2 separate regions of the Salmo salar genome follow, and region 1 is linked to region 2. A link is a contact called in public Hi-C data. All regions are on one chromosome and are shown on one strand. The core of a region is the stretch at or near the end of the contact, and the rest is flanking DNA. Distances in the headings are between cores, read along the strand shown. Region 1 holds the start of aqp3a (aquaporin 3a). Region 2 overlaps LOC106585797.

Region 1 (2,700 bases), core at 165-2,664, 75 kb after region 2:
TAAACCCATGCTGAACTTATCCACCAGTATCCATCGCTCTCACATCTTGGCACTACAACAATGATCCATACTCAAGTTATTGTTAATTCAGAATTAATACAGACAAGAGGAGCCAAGAAAATGTAACCTGCAATGTCATATTTCAAGGAGATACAGGTATGAATATGCTCAAACTAATATTTATTGTGGCAAAAAATCATGAAAGTAAAACATGCAGTCTACTCTTCCAAGGAAAGCTTAAGTGAGGATAACCTGACTATAGGTGTGGAAAATTGAGAATAACCTGACTATAGATGTGGAAAATTATTGAGAATAACCTGACTATAGATGAGGAAAATGAGTGAGGATAACCTGACTATAGATGTGGAAAATGATTGAGGATAACCTGACTATAGATGTGGAAAATGATTGAGGATAACCTGACTATAGATGTGGAAAATGATTGAGGATAACCTGACTATAGATGTGGAAAATGATTGAGAATAACCTGACTATAGATGTGGAAAATGAGTGAGGATAACCTGACTATAGATGTGGAAAATGAGTGAGAATAACCTGACTATAGATGTGGAAAATGAGTGAGCATAACCTGACTATAGATGTGGAAAATGAGTGAGGATAACCTGACTATAGATGTGGAAAATGAGTGAGAATAACCTGACTATAGATGTGGAAAATGAGTGAGGATAACCTGACTATAGATGTGGAAAATGAGTGAGGATAACCTGACTATAGATGTGGAAAATGAGTGAGGATAACCTGACTATAGATGTGGAAAATGAGTGAGGATAACCTGACTATAGATGTGGAAAATGAGTGAGGATAACCTGACTATAGATGTGGGAAATGAGTGAGGATAACCTGACTATAGATGAGGAAAATGAGTGAGGATAACCTGACTATAGATGTGGAAAATGAGTGAGGATAACCTGACTATAGATGTGGAAAATGATTGAGGATAACCTGACTATAGATGTGGAAAATGAGTGAGGATAACCTGACTATAGATGTGGAAAATGAGTGAGGATAACCTGACTATAGATGTGTAAAATGTTTGAGAATAACCTGACCATACATATCATGAATGAGAATGTGAGTAAGGTGGTGACAGATAGAGGGTCTCTTACCACCAGGATGAGGGTACCCAGACACTCTGCCAGAGCCTGGCGCAGCAGCAGGTTACGGATCTGGAAGTTCCGTGCCAGCTTGTCCAACCATATCTTCTGTTTTCCCATGGTTCAGTGATGCTCGGCAAGATAGGTCCTCCTGAGTGTGTGTGATGGCTGATGCCCTGGCCTCCTGTACTGTGTCTGGTGACAGTAGGTAGGTAGGGCCTCTTGAGTGTGTGTGATGGATGAGGCCCTGGCCTCCTTCTCTTATAGGACCTGGACTTCCTGTGGCTCCTGCCAAAGACAGCCTCCTCGAACACTCCCTTCTCTCCCCCTCCCACAATCTCTCTCCCTCCCTCCCTCAGTCTCTCTCCCTTGTAACTCCCAAATACTCTCTCTCTCCGTCTGCCTCTTCTGATTCGCACTCTCTCTCTTCTCCTTTCCGCCTGTCCATTTTCTCTGTTGTTCCTGCTTTGTCTGGTCTGAATAGAGGTGCGATTCACTCAAAACCAGTTATAGGGATAGACCTTACACATGCTTTATGAGCTTGCCATACTATCATCTGGTAATACATCAACAGATCTCAGAACTGTCTGACAGCCCTTTGCTTGACATGTGTCAGCCTGCCTCAGGGCCCTGCATGGTGTCTGTAATGAAGCTGGCAGTTTGTTGAGTGCACTCAGATCTACCGGACAGAACGTGAAAACCACTATACTGAAAATGTTTAAAGTATTTTAGTTATTTGTGGGAAGAAAGGGACGGCCATAGTTTACTGTATGTGAGTGTTAGGTTGGATATCTCTACTCATGCTAGTGTGATATATGTTTTGAATTGACGTAGACTACTTGTACTCTGTTATTTGTGCTTTGCTACTTCACAATGTACTGTATAGGGCTTCCTATTGTGTTGGAATATCAAATGCAATGTTGGATATAGCAGATAACAGAAAAACATCAAGGTACATCATATTTGTTCAAGAACTGATTGCATCTATAATATACTGTATAATCTATACTTTCACAGTTAAGTTGAATGCAATGTACTCTAGTACCTCAACAGGGGGGGGGGGTCACACTGCTTCTTGGTGTGAGAAGCATGCATTTTGAGCAGTTATAGAGATATTGACAGGCACCTCTATTCAGAGCAGACAAAGCAGGAACAGTACATGGTGATGACGTTTCAGGCAGAACAAAGAAACAGGATAAACTAAAAGGAGAAGAGAGAGTGTGAGAATCAGAAGACATCACTTCAGAAGAGGAAGAGCTAATTTCCTGCAATTCTAAACATATTTCCAGGTGGCAGAAAGAAAATTGTGGTTTTATAGCTAATCTTATGCAATTCTACACATTTTGTAATGAGGCTGAGACAGTTTTTTTCAACCATTCATTTCTTTCCCATAGGGGACTGTAGAAACACTTAAAGGGCTGTGTTTTGTGTAGGCTTTCCCTGGCGTGATGTTTTGATAACCATGTAAATCTCTCTCGGAAAAGGTGATTTTTATCAATATATTCGGCACTATTTACTCTCAGATTCAAAAATGGTTATTAGCAACAAAGTAGACATCATGGAAATCTACAAATCCCTGCAAGCT
Region 2 (2,700 bases), core at 100-2,599:
TGGTTCCCACCGTGAAGCATGGAAGAGGTGGTGTGATGGTGTGGGTGTGCTTTGCTGGTGACACTATCAGAGATTTAATTGGAGTTTAAGGCACACTGAACCAGCATGGCTACCACAGCATTCTGCAGCGATACTGCATCCCATCTGTTTGCTCTTAATGGGACTATAATTTGTTTTTCAACAGGACAATGACCCAACAAACCTCCACGCTGTGTAAGGGCTATTTGACCAAGAAGAAGAGTGATGTTGTGCTGCATCAGAGACCTGGCCTCCACAATCAACCAACCTCAACCCAATTGAGATAGTTTGGAATGAGTTGGACCTCAGAGTGAAGGAAAAGCAGCCAACAAGTGCTCAGCGTATGTGGGAATTCCTTCAAGACTGTTTGAAAAGCATTCCAGGTGAAGCTGGTTGAGAGAATGCCAAGACTGTGCAAAGCTGTCATCAAGGAAGAATCTCAAATATAAAATATATTTTTATTTGTTTAACACTTTTTTGGTTACTACATGATTCCATATGTGTTATTTCATAGTTGTGATGTCTTCACTTTTATTCTTCAATGTAGAAAATGGTACAAATAAAGAAAGCCCCTTGAATGAGTAGGTGTGCCCAAACTTTTGACTGGTACTGTACATTGTAACAAAGTCCATTTTTTTGTATCTGCTTTGAGAATACCTTGGTTTGGTCAGTGTCTTAGGCTTAACAGTGGGTGATCCAAATGGCATCTCAGCGTGGTCACATACCACTAGTTCCATCAGGGATTGTATTTCCACTGTCCTTGCTGGCTAAATCTCATTCAGCTAAGTTCCCTCCAATCAATAGGGTCCTAATATGGGCTGGTTGCCAGCAAGTCCAAAACTCTTCACTTGGGGCTCCTCCCTACGCCAGTCCTATGGGGCACTAGTCTAGACCTATGTGTAAGTCTTTTGATTCAATTCAATCTGATGGTCCTCAGTTAAGTATTTTGGTCTGGCTTTGGTGAGATGACATACTAATTGATGAACAGATGAATAAAACAAAGGGGCTATGGCTTTGAGATAATAACTAGGGTATTACTCCTGTGTTATTACACTCACATGCCGATGTGATGTACCCCCTCCAGTTCCAGGGGATGATGTTGTTGCCCCTAACACCACTGGAATGGACAGTGGGACAGAGCACTCTCATCTGGTTGAAAGCACCATGGGCCCTGAGGGCCCCTCAATGACATTCTTCAACGCTGAGTATGGTGAGTTGGGAAACCTATTGCCAGAGGGGTGTGGAAGAAAGACTATAACTGCCTTCAAAACAAACCCAGGGGCAAAACACATCTCTCTGCCCCGATGGGCTCTGGGGCCTTCTACTCTGTGCCTTATCTACCACATGGTGGTGTTAGAGGAGAAGGAAACTTACATAGGAATCTGTAGAGTGGGTGTATTGATGTCCAAGCCCACTCAGATAATTCCACTTTCTAAAGACCTTTTATATGACATTCAAGAGGTTTGCTGGAGTTTGAAAGTGGAAAGAGTTTGTTTACTCTGAACTGTCGATTATGGGAGTTTCTCCCTCTCTCTTTGTGTGTGTGTTACAGGGTTTGGCTGGAAAGTGGCCATGCTGGTGCTGAGCTCTCTGGCTCTGGTGCTGGGGACTGTCATGCTCTTACTCAACATCCACCACAACAGGTGGGTGCTTATAGTTCTCCTATTTCACACATGTACAAGTATCTATTAATACACGTGTGAATTGGATTTTTTTGGTTTTGCATATCCCACCCTCCCTGAGAGAAGTGAGGTTAAGTGCCTTGCTTAACCTCTCTGGGAAATGTGGGATGCTAGCGTCTCACCCGCGGGACACACTATTCAACAGCCAGTGAAATAGCAGGGCGGCAAATTCAAAACAACAAAAATCTCATAATTCAAATTTCTCAAACATACAACTATTATATCCCATTTTAAAGATACACTTCTCGTTAATCCCACCACATTGTCCGATTTCAAAAAGGCTTTACGGCGAAAGCATAACATTAGATTATGTTAGGACAGCGCCGAGACAAGAAAAACCACACAGCCATTTTCCAAGCAATGAGAGGCGTCACAAAAACCAGAAATACAGCTAAAATGAATCACTAACCTTTGATGATCTTCATCAGATGGCACTCATAGGACTTCATGTTACACAATACATGTATGTTTTGCTCGATGAAGTTAATATTTATATCCAAAAACCCCATTTTACATTGGCGTGTAATGTTCAGAAATGTTTTGCCTCCCAAAACCTCCGGTGAATGAGCACATCAATTTACTTAAATACTCATCATAAACATTGATAAAATATTCAGCTGTTATTCAAAGAATTATAGATACACTTCCCCTTAATGCAACCGCTGTGTCAGATTTCAAAAAAACTTTACAGCGAAAGCACACTTTGCAATAATCTGAGTACAGCGCTCAGACAACAACAACAAGCAATACAGATACCTGCCATTTTGGAGTCAACTAAAATCAGAAATAGCATTATAAATATTCACTTACCTTTGATGATCTTCATCAGAATGCACTCCCAGGAATCCCAGTTCCACAATAAATGTTTGTTTTGTTCGATAAAGTCCATCATTTATGTCCAAATACGTCCTTTTTTATCGCTCGTTTAGTCCACTACTCCAAATGCAGGAAGCGAGCGCAAAATGTCATGCCGAAAAGTCTAAAAAAGTTATATTTACGT

Evidence for each region. A called contact is a pair of places that touch in the nucleus more often than the background predicts.
Region 1: a contact with region 2 is called in a Hi-C map of muscle, with 3 times the contacts expected there. The contact joins the promoter of aqp3a here to the enhancer-like site in region 2.

Annotation. Positions count from the first base shown.
Region 1 is chrssa24:35,508,945-35,511,644 of Ssal_v3.1, forward strand. It overlaps aqp3a (aquaporin 3a), which reads right to left and starts at 1,415. Exons shown (of 6, transcript XM_014172437.2): 1 at 1,128-1,415. The coding sequence starts at 1,235.
Region 2 is chrssa24:35,434,397-35,437,096 of Ssal_v3.1, forward strand. It overlaps LOC106585797, which reads left to right. Exons shown (of 5, transcript XM_014172433.2): 3 at 1,103-1,228; 4 at 1,571-1,661. Among protein-coding and RNA genes, the nearest start is that of LOC106585797, 11 kb to the left of the region's middle. Within about 2 kb of position 1,350, at least 1 of the 13 cell types and tissues checked has an H3K27ac peak or open chromatin away from gene starts, as enhancers often do. A contact at or near this core is called in muscle, where this site is marked.